Regions from separate parts of the Mus musculus genome. Here region 2 is linked to region 1. The links are chromatin contacts, called in public HiChIP or PLAC-seq maps. All regions are on one chromosome and are shown on one strand. The core of a region is the stretch at or near the end of the contact, and the rest is flanking DNA. Distances in the headings are between cores, read along the strand shown. Region 1 overlaps Nr6a1 (nuclear receptor subfamily 6, group A, member 1). Region 2 overlaps Nr6a1 (nuclear receptor subfamily 6, group A, member 1).

The links. HiChIP or PLAC-seq counts read pairs in DNA pulled down with a chosen protein or histone mark.
Region 2: an H3K27ac HiChIP or PLAC-seq map of extraembryonic endoderm stem cells shows a contact between it and region 1. The contact joins two enhancer-like sites. A contact is called at or near these places in 1 of 39 promoter capture datasets (macrophages), 10 of 15 datasets of contacts at CTCF or cohesin (CD8 T cells, the NIH/3T3 cell line, embryonic stem cells and 5 more), 214 of 484 Hi-C or Micro-C datasets (the 3T3-L1 cell line, 3T3-L1-derived adipocytes, the 63-12 cell line and 113 more), 29 of 115 datasets of contacts at active chromatin or transcription factors (CD4 single positive thymocytes, CD8 T cells, the NIH/3T3 cell line and 20 more) and 5 of 9 other capture datasets (adipose tissue, embryonic stem cells, liver and 2 more).

What each region holds. Positions count from the first base shown.
Region 1 is chr2:38,787,166-38,792,784 of GRCm38.p6, reverse strand. The region is part of intron 3 of Nr6a1 (nuclear receptor subfamily 6, group A, member 1); the gene reads left to right. Among named protein-coding and RNA genes, the nearest start is that of Nr6a1os, 26 kb to the left of the region's middle. Within about 2 kb of position 1,609, at least 12 of the 459 cell types and tissues checked have an H3K27ac peak or open chromatin away from gene starts, as enhancers often do. A contact at or near this core is called in extraembryonic endoderm stem cells, where this site is marked.
Region 2 is chr2:38,872,017-38,877,547 of GRCm38.p6, reverse strand. Nr6a1 (nuclear receptor subfamily 6, group A, member 1) reads left to right here. Exons shown (of 11, transcript NM_010264.4): 3 at 4,909-4,953. Nr6a1os (a long non-coding RNA gene) reads right to left here. Exons shown (of 7, transcript XR_866167.2): 4 at 4,494-4,573. Among named protein-coding and RNA genes, the nearest start is that of Mir181b-2, 21 kb to the right of the region's middle. Within about 2 kb of position 2,612, at least 50 of the 459 cell types and tissues checked have an H3K27ac peak or open chromatin away from gene starts, as enhancers often do. A contact at or near this core is called in extraembryonic endoderm stem cells, where this site is marked.

The sequences.
Region 1 (5,619 bases), core at 360-2,859:
CAAGCTGGCCTTGAAGCCATGGATGACCTTCAGCCCTTTATCCTCTTTCCTCCATCTCTGTGTTAGATAAGAGGTGTGAGCAGTTATGCCTGGTTTATGCAGTGCTTGGAAATCAAGCCTCCTAGGCAAACACTCTACAAATGGAGCTACATCTCCAGCCCCCTGCAATGATACCTTTTCTACTCCTGCATATACAAGCATTTCCATTAGTTATATATTCCTAGAAGTGTTTAGGTTGCTGGATTAAATAGTATGTGCATTTAAAATGGACTTGGTTTTAAGAAACAGTACGACAGATGATCTCTCAGTGTACCAGCTTATGTGATAACCTTTTAATAGAGGAGGCTAGACAGTGATCCTGAAAACTAGTTTTGACAGTGACCCATTACATAGGAGGATTTACCTTCCCAGTAGCATAAGAATTGTAAGTAGGTAATTTTTAAGGGCATGACCAAGCAGATTCATAGACTGATAAGAATTGCAACTGACTAACTCAGTTAAGAAACTCAAAGAAGGGAATAATCTATGAGATTATTTTGTATACTATCCAGTATGCACTCCTTTTCCTGTAACCCAGATTTTTTTTTTTTCTGAAGGACAAATCCTGCAGTAATGCTTGGGTTTTTTTTTTTTTTTTTCCTAAGGAGCATTATTAGGAAGAGATGCTTGGACAAGTTCAAGGAAAGAATTCCTGAAAGCCATTGGTCTTTCCTCACATCCTTTCACTGTTTGCCATACTGCTGTTGTCTTAAGGATTGCATAGATAATACCTTTGGTTCCAAAAGAAGGTTTGCTCCCAAGAGTCTATCTCTGAGAGATGGCACAGAGGAGGTAGTGTTCAAGTCACCAATGGAAGCCCAATATCTTTTATTTGATATCTAGTTTTGTTGTTGTTGTTGTTGTTTGGTTTTTCGAGACAGGGTTTCTCTGTATATCCCTGGCTGTCCTGGAACTCACTTTGTAGACCAGGCTGGCCTCGAACTCAGAAATCCACCATTGCCCTGCTTGTTTTTGAGACTGGTTTCTCTGTGTAACAGCCCTGACTATCCTGGATTTGCTTTGAAGACCAGGCTGATCTCAAACTTCTAGAGATCTACCTGCCTCTGCCTCCTGAATGTTTGGATTAAAGGTGTACACAACCATGCCAGGCCAGCCTTTGTTTTGTTTGTTTGTTTGTTTGTTTTAAAGATTTATTTATTTATCGTATGTATGTGAGTACATTGTAGTTCTCTTCAGACACACCAGAAGAGGGCATCTCATCCCCTTACAAGTGGTTGTGAGCCACCACGTGGTTGCTGGGAATTGAACTTAGGACCTTTGGAAGAGAACAGTCAGTTCTCTTAACCACTGAACCATCTCTCCAGCCCCAGCCTTTGTTTTTAATTCATTAAATACTCAGCTATATATGTAGATGCCAATACCACAGAGAGGATCTGCTCCCACCCCAGCTGAGACAGGTCATTCTTCTCTGAGCACACATTGTGTTTTGCCCCTCATCTCAGAAGTGTCCTTGTATCTCCTGCTGGCTTGATCTCTACAAGGAGGGGATCTTGACTTTCCAACCTATTGTTTGTCACAGAGTAGGGCTTGCTCAATGTTGACTTGCTTTAAATGTTGAACTCTTTGTCACTAATTCTGGAACAAGGGAAAGGAGGATGGTGTCCCCTTCCTTACCTCTAAGAGATGTGTGAACAAACATTCCAGTGGGCTTTGGGACAAAGATTCTGGTGGGAAAACTGACTCATTGTACTCAAGAACAAACAAAGTTTCTAGATTTGTGAGTGTAAAAGGATCTTAGTGACAGGATAGTATTTCCAACTAGGATGGCTGGATCCTAGTTTGGGGTTTTGGTTTTGGTTTTGATTTGTAAAGAAAGTGAATTTAAGGAAGACTAATAGATTAGAAAGAGCATAGTCCCAGATGGTCTCTCACAATAGCACTCTAACTTAATATTAGTTCAAAGAGGAAGGTTAGTTATGGTCTTTTTTGAAACACCCAGATAAAGTTAAAATAATCTCTTTAACCTTGCTAACTACAAAGTGGTGAGGGGCATTTCACCTTTTTATCATGCAGAGTGAGTAGTGCACTCAGAATTTGCTAGCACACTGTGAAAACTGGGTGTTGGGAGGGGTTCTGCTGGTATATCTTTGTGATGTAGATGAATGTGTCTTTCTGAATCTTATAGTTGTATAATTTTGTAGATGGAGGTTAGAGATTATCATCTTCACAGATTCAACTTTTGAGGAGAATACTCCCTGAGGATGTTGAATTGTTGTGTTCTCTATTCTTGCAATATTCTTATAATATCTTGATGATCAGTACCTAGGGCTGTTCCATAGTAATATTCTAACTCCAATTTTTTTTCATTTGTTGTCCTTTGTTCCATAGTTACTTTTCAGTTGTTGTGATAAAATATTATGACCCAAAGCAACTTGGGACAGAAAGGAATTATCTTAAGTTTGTAGATTAAAAGGAATTTAATCTTATAGTTTATAGTCTATTATTCAGCGAATCAGGACAGGAGCTGATGCAAAGGCTGTGGAGGAACGCTGCTTACTGGTTTTTTTCTCATTGCCTATGCAGCCTGCTTTCTTATACACTCAGGACAACCAGCCCACCAGTGGCTACCAGTATGCTGGGGCCTTCCACATTAATTACCAATCAAGAAAATGTACCACAGACTTGCCTACAGGCCAATTTAGTGGGACATTTTGTCAATTGAGAGTACCTCTTCCAAAATAACTATAGCTTACGCCATGTTAACGTAGAACTAGCCAGCACACATAGTGTAATGAAAAGACAGATTAAAGGCTTCTTTTCCTTACTTAGTAATTTTCAAGATGATATCTTCTCAAACACATCCAACCATTGATGATAGGAGAATTTTTCAGCATTTCTTTTCTGTCCTCACTCCTCCTCTCTTCCAGAACCCATGAAGGCTGGACAGAACCTTTTAGCTACCATGCCTAGTTTGTTTGGTACTACATATCAAATCCAGAAGCCTCATGCATATTAGGCAAGCACCGTACCAACTGAGCTATATCCCCACTCCTAGCATCATTAAGTCATAGATTTTTTTTTCCTTTTCTTTTTGGTGGTGCTGGCAAGTGAACTCAGTTTCATTCACTTGGCAAATATTCCACCACTGACTAATGCTCCTAACCCTAGCCTGAAGATTTAAACATTTGTGTTGCAGTTGATTATGTATTTAAAGATGCTTGAATTGTGCTACTCTTGGTTACTGATACCTCTTCACAGTGATTCTATCATTTTTGAGTAGGTAGAAAAGGTCAGAAGTTGGTGATATTCAGGGAGAAAGAAGGAATTGAGGAAGGAACCATAGGTTTCTGGCATAGGAGACTTGTTAATATCATTAATTGAGCAGAGCCCAGACAAAGAGCAAGTTTTAAAGAAAAGCTGTATTTGAGGGCGTAAGATGGTGTACCTTAGGTGAGGAAGCCCTGGAAACAGTTATCAGGACATGAGGCTCCAAGGAACAGTATTTGACTCCAGGACCCAGGAGAGGGCTTTATTGTTTTGTATTCTTGACTCAGATTTGAATTAAATATCTTGTTTGAAAAAATTTCATCTGTTTGCCAACTGGAACCAAGTCCTACTCCAAAAAACACTGGTAAGACTCAGTTGCTTTCTCTTTTGTTTTCTATTTTTGGTAAAGAGTAACTAATAGATGTTGTTGATAGTAGGATTACTATCTGGTCAGTTTAAAGTCTTCAACTTTATTACATAAATTTCCTCAGATAGAGGAAAGCTTTGCATGTGGATGTGGATACTTGCCTTAGAATTGGGACTGGGAGAACTGGTTTGGCTTTGCAGAAATGACCCGGGCAGATTGCTTGGTGATTGGTTATGTTCTTGAAGGGATTTTCTTTCCTTTTTCCTTGTTGCTGGATTCAGGACCAGCTACTCTTTACTTTTTTTGACTGACTTTTTGGTCTTGCACTACCTATGCAGTGGTCATCAAAAACATAAGCATAGTCTCAAATAGCTTGGAATCTAATGGGAGATCTATAATGTGTATGTTAGTCAAAAGGGCACCCATAATATATAGTAAATAGAAGATAATGGTAGGAAATCTTTTACTTTGAGAACTAGGTTTTCAGCAGAAAGTCTAATATCAAGTAAGTGTAAAAATAGAAAATGTGGGGCTGGTGAGATGGCTCAGTGGGTAAGAGCACCCGACTGTTCTTCAGAAGGTCCAGAGTTCAAATCCCAGCAACCACATGGTGGCTCACAACCATCTGTAACAAGAGCTGACGCCCTCTTCTGGAGTGTCTGAAGACAGCTACAGTGCACTTACATATAATAAATAAATAAATCTTTAAAAAAAAAAATAGAAAATGCTTATATAGCCAGGACCTAATATGTGAGTTCTCATAGCAACTGCCTTTACCTACTAAACCAGTTCATTTGTATTTCCATAATAATTTTCTTACCCAATTCTTTCATGGTATTCATAACACTATATTGTCACTTCTGTGTGTAGTGTATTTTCATTACCAGTGGGTTAGTTTTGAGCAGTGGAGAGGTGAGGCTGGAGTGTGAGCACCTTTAGAACAAAGGTCACATGCCACCATAGACAGCATAGTATCTTCCTATAGCAGAAAATGTGTGTTTATAGGATTGGATGAAAATCTCCAGCTTCTGGAGTGCTTTATTAGTCCTAATACCTAAGCTTACCTCAACTTTGAAACCATTAAAGCTCCTTTCCAGCTTGAGAAGTAGAACTTGGAGATCACTTCTGCTCACTCCCATTCTCTGGAGTCAGGAGCTTCCCTTTGCAGTCTCAGACAGTGTGAGCGTCATTTGATTCTGGTTTCATTATTCCTCTTTAGCTGAAGTAAACCCTTTTTTTTTTTGCCATGGGAGATGGTCTTTATCAAAGGTCTAATGCAGGAGTCTTTGGGCCTATATTTTCTCTTTTTATCTTTCAAGGTTAAAAAGTTTTAAAATATTTCTCTATATTTGAGTTTCTGAAATTACCAGATGTCTCTCTATATAAGTGGTCCCATGGCTTTTACTTTGTTTCAGATTTTCATCAAACGTTTCTTTAAAACAAGGCTGAAATGACTGCCATGACCCTGAGGCCACTGGAACTACACAGTCTTTTAATAACGCTAATGCACTAAACTTATATTAGTCTTGATACCACTTAAGGTTTAGAATATGTAGGCCTCTTTGAAAGCCTTTATTTGAATAAACAAACACGTGGGAAATGGCAGTAAGCATGGCATTTAAAGAGAGGTCTTACCTCTCCCCAAAGCCACATGATGTAATAGAGGAGTAAGAAGTTAGGATATTTGTTTTCCATTAGTTAGATGATATGCCTTGTTCTTTCTCTGGGTTTCGATCTCTCCATCTAAAAAAATGAAAATGTAAACAAGTATCTTATGGCTAGCTAAGGTTCCACCTACATTTGGACTCAAATGCAGTGCTGATAAGATTTAATCCAGCTATTCTTGTCTGGATTAGAAAGCTAATATTAGCAGATAAAAAATGTTTCCGACTCATTTTCTTCCCTCCCCCCTCTTCTTACTCACAAATTCCAGTATTAAAACAATCCTGAGTGATTTGTGTTCTCCGAAGTAGCTTTTCAGTAGT
Region 2 (5,531 bases), core at 1,363-3,862, 84 kb before region 1:
CTCCTCTTCCCAAGGGCTGGAATAAAGACATGCATTACCACACCTGGCAATATATCATAGTTTTTAATATTAAAAAGTAGTACAGGTGCTGTACCAGTGGTTAAGCATACTATCTGCTCTCACACAGGACCCAGGTTCAACACCATGACCAAAAAGCAAGCTGGGGAGGGAACAGGTTTACTCAGATCATCATCCATCACTGGAGGAAGTCAGGACATGAACTCAAACAGGACTGGAACCTGGAAGCAGGAGCTGATGCAGAGGCCGAGGAGGATGGGTGTTGCTTACTGGCCTGATTCATAAGGCTTGCTTAGTCTGCTTTCTTATAGAACTCAGAACCACCAGTCCAGGGATGGCATCACCCACCATTGTCTGGACTCTTCCCTGGCTGAACACTAATTGAGAAAATGTCTTATAGCTGGATCTCATGGAGGCATTTCCTTAAAGGAGGCTCCGTCTCTGATGACTCTTATTTGTGTCAAATTGACACACAAAACCAGCCAGTACAGGGGCAACATTGCATGTTGGGCTTTATTTACTGTTGACCTTGAGACAGGATCTTTTTCAGGGCTACATATTGCCCACAAACTTCTGGGGAGTTTTTGTCTCTGCCTCCTAGCTCTGTACAAACAGTGGGATTATAGGCGCATGGGTTCTGGGAATCTGAACTCAGGTTTAATTTATTTGGATGTCAGAAGTTTATTCACTTAGACTTTGCCTTACCCTGAGAAATACTATTTATTGGGCATTTCTTTTTTCTCTTTTTTTTTTTCTTTTTTTCTTTTTTCAAGACAGGGTTTCTCTGTATAGCCCTGGCTGTCCTGGAACGCACTTTGTAGACCAGGCTGGCCTCGAACTCAGAAATCTGCCTGCCTCTGCCTCCCGGGTTCTGGGATTAATGGCGTGTGCCACCACGCCCAGCTTTATTGGGCATTTCTTATGTGGCAAACACTGCAATATTCTAACAGTTATGAGTTAGGAGAATGCCATATAAGACCATTTGATAAATTTGTCTTTATAAGATCTGACCTGTTTAATTCAGTGCTGTTTTTTTCTTCCTCTTTCCTGTATGTGCCAAGTTTTAGCCACAGTATAAAGGCCACAGCTCTGTTAAGGGTTGCTAGTTTAACAGGAAAGGTAGACATAAGTTTATGTGGCTTTTTACCATAGAGTGTAAATTGACATATTTACAAAATGCTTAACATTGATTTTTTTCATTAAACACTTATAAAAGCTATTTTAAATATTCTATATTTAGATAAGAACTGTGAGGCCTGCTTGAGGAGGTAAAATGATCCCAAAGTATATATACCATGAAATATATGGCTATAGAGACCTTATTTAACTGAACTGTCTGTAGCCACCTTAATTTTGGTGAGTCTCAATGCTAATGATGGGTCCGAAGAAATAGCCCAATGGCATAGCCTTTTGCTACTATGTACAAGGTTCTTGGTTCAGTTCCCATGATCATCATCATCATTGGAGACAGGGTAATTCTTTGTGTTAATTCTGGCTGGCCTTGAACTCAGAGATCTGCCTGGTTCTGCCTCCAAGTGTTGGTATTAAAGGCTTGTGCCACTACATGTGTCCCCAACTTTTTACTTTTTTAAAAAGAGTTTATGTGTGTCATGATGGCTCAATGGGTAGAGGGGTTGTTACTCAAGTCTGGTGACCTGAGTTTGATCCTCGGAATCCATGTAAAGGAAAGAATTGATCCCATAGAGTTGTCCATTGACTGACCTTCACAGATGAGATGTGGAAGGCTCATGGCCTCCCATCATACATACAATAAGAAATAAAGTTTGTATATATTTTTGTGAGTACATTCATGTATATGTGTGTTTTATATGTACATGTGAAGAGTTGAAGACAATATAATGTCTTTTTCCTCTCCCTCTCTCTCCCCCTCTCCCTCCCTTTCCCTTTCCTTTGAGACAGGGTCTCACTCTGTAGCTCTGGCTGGTTTAGAACTCAATTTGTAGGCCAGGCTAGTCTTGAATGCACAGACCTGCTTGCTTTTGTCTGAGTGCTGGGGTTAAAGGCATGGACCACTGTGCCAAGCCCTATATCATGATTTTTATGTGTATGATGAGTTTTTCTTTCTTTGTTTTTGTTTTTTTGAGACAGGGGTTGGTTCTCTGTCCTGGCTGTCCTGGAACTCAATTTGTAGACCAGGCTTGACTCACAGAGATCCATCAATCTGCCTCTGCCGCCTGAGTGCTGGGATTAAAGGCACCACCCCCACCCGGCTCTGATGGTTTTTCAAAAAGTATCAATTGAGCATCTTTTGCATTATAGGATGATTTTTGGACACAAACTGGAAGAGTTCACTGGCAAATTAAGTCCACAAAGAAATTTCTTTTATGGCTCAGGTTAAGGACTGTTTTATCCTTTATGAGACAGTTTCTCTCCTAAAGCATATTAAGATAAATTTGTGAGTCTCTCTGTTTTCCCTTAATGTTTCCTCCTCCATAGCATTTACTCTGTGATTAGGTGGTTCCTGGCTCTAGCAGTTCCCCTGTGCTTCTAAAGGCCCAGCTCAGTATGTGGCAACACTGCCACATCAGGTCTCCTGAATGTGGCCCTTTGCTGGGAGGTTCTTTCTGATAGGATTCTTTTGAACAAGGTGGGGGTGGGATGAGATTGAGAGTTTAGGCTGAACTCTCCCAGTCACTTGACCTCTGCCCCTGTTTCAGAGTTTATACTGACTTGTAGGCATTCTCCATGGAGCCAAGAGTTGAGGACTTGTTTACAATTGGATTCAAAGGCAATTGTTGAGTCCTTGTGTAGCCATGGATGCCTGTTACTATCTGGTGGGTGCAGGGAATGCTTTGAGATTTGTTATGGATGACTAAGAAGGAATGTCTAAAAAAAAAAAATCTGAGGCTAGATTTTAGCAATTATTTTTTTCTGTGGGAACAGTATTGTAACAGTTTGAGACAACCCTGTGTCTGTGTGTGTGTGTGTGAGGAGGGGGTAGTGGTACATCTGCCAAAGCAAGCGTGTGAAGGTCAGAGGACAACTTTGTGGAGTTGATTCTTGACTTCTGGCTTTAGGTGGGTTCTAGGGATCATTTGCATGTCATCAGGCTTGTGTGTCACTTGCTTTTACCCACTGAGTCATCTCTCTGGCCCTCTTAGTTTTAAAAAAGCTGAAAATGTTTGTTTTAGTTCAATACCTTGGAATAGAATGCATTATAATTTTTCCTTATCCAGTTTTTGGTTTTTCACTTTAGTTTTGTTTTTTCACTTTGAAGACTAGGCTGACCTCTAACTCAGTGACCTACTCGTTTTTTGCCTCTTAAGTGCCAAGCTCAAAGGAGTGCACTACTACATTCACCCAGGCATTTAAACTTTTCAAAGTAAGAATCTTTCATGATTAAGGAAAATAGAATATGTTTTAATGAAATATTGGTTCCCTTTCAGCCGCCAAGTTTCTGAAACTATCCTGCCAAATAGTTTCAAGCCTTAGCTTTAGCTTCCCACTTAGAGCACAGACTTCATATCTAGATTATATGCATTCATTCTTATCCCTCCTGTCCCTCAATTTTTATTTTATTTTTATTTTATTTTATTTTATTTTTTTTGAGGAAGACTTTTTATGTAGCTGGGCTGATCTTGATAACTCTGTGTTGTCAGGGCTCTAACTCAAGATTTTCTTACCTTAGCCTCTTAAGTGCTAGAATTACATGTGTCTGTCAACCATACCAAGCCAGAATTCTCTTCTTTTGAAATTGCTCTGAGAAAGAAATACTCTAAAAGCCTAGAATAGAATGGTGAGATGGCTCAGCCAGGTAAAGTGGCTTGTTGCAAACCCTGACCTTCTGAATTCAGTGTCTGTAACCCACATTGTAGAAGGAGAGAACCAGCTTTCTCACATTGTCCTTTGACCTACACATGCACACTTTGACATGTGCATGCATATATGTATATATGAGTGTGCATATGTAAGCACATACACACTTACAGTGTAAATAAAAAATTAAAGCCTAGAATAATGTTGTGAAGTGCCTACTTACAGCCCCACTTCTAGAATTGGTCTCCTTTTTTTTTTTTTTTTTTTTTTTAAGATCTGTTTATTTATTATGTATGTGAAGATATTTGTGGCTGTCTTCAGACATACCAGGAGAGGGCACTGGATCCCATTACAGATGTTTGTTAGCCACCAAGTGGTTCCTGGGAAATGAACTCAGGACCTTTGGAAGAGCAGTCCAGTGCTCTTAACCATTGAGCCATCTCTCCAGCTCCCTGGCCTCCAAGACTTGAATTTAGTATTGGCCACAATGGAGGTTGGCAGTGCACATGTTTAATATCAACAGAGGCTGGTGGGCTCTGTGACTTCAGTAACATCCTGTCTCGAAAAGAGAAGAAAGAATAAATGGCGCATTTGTTCAGTAGTTTTTTATGAGATGGAGTATACTGGCAATTACAGGGTTAACTGCTGAAGGTGCCCCTATTGGAATGCATAGTACAGTAGAAAATACTGATACATACCTGTAATCCCAGTGGAAGGTAGAAGCATGAGATTCAGGAGTTCAGGATCATTTGGGATGCACAGTAAATTCCAGGCCAGCCTGAAATACATGAGACCATGTTAGAAAAGAGAAGCTTGCATGCTGACATCTGCTGACACCTGTGGAGCAGGAGTTCTTCATCCATAAAACTAACGATCCCTGCTAGGGCTCACTGTAACAACACAAGTACTGGTAGGTTATGTAAGTTACCATTGTTTACCCACTAGTTATTCCTGAATCTTTCTCCTTGGCTAAAATATGGGAATAAAATGTCTAACTTCTTTGTTAATATTTAATGAGCATTTACTGTATTATATCATTCAAGTATTGCTTTGTTTACTTTTCCTAGCAGCTCTATGAAGTTATTCTCAAATCTAGTTCTTTTTGCTTTGCAGATGGAGAGACTGACAGTTTAACACTTGGCCAAGGCCATATACCTGGTAAGTGGTAGAGCTGCTCTGTGTGATTCCAAAGCCCTCACTTTTTGTATCTTTTTAAAATTGAAATATGAATTTTTTCATACAAGGAAATGTTCCTATCTGAAAATGTGAATCAAAGCAGTGTTCACAAGGTTGTTCATTAATCATTGTAATCCACCATCAAAATTTCCTTATGCTTTTTCTTATTTTGATCCACTACTTAATCCCTAAAACCTAGTAACTTCTTAATACTTGTTCTACAGCCTTACATGCATAATTTCACATTTGCTCTTTTGTGCCTCTGCAGCCCAATATTTGACAATAATCCATAATTCATGTGTTAATAGCTTCTTCCTTCCTTCTTTCTTCCCTCCCCCCTCCCTCCCTCCCTCCCTCCCTCCCTCCCTCCCTCCCTTTTTTCTTTCCTTTTTTTAAATATTTTTATTAGATATTTTCCTCATTTACATTTCCAATGCTATCCCAAAAGTCCCCCATACCCCCCCCCCCCCACTTCCCTACCCACCCACTCCCACTTTTTGGTCCTGGCATTCCCCTGATCTGGGGCAAATAAAGTTTGCAAGTCCAATGGGCCTCTCTTT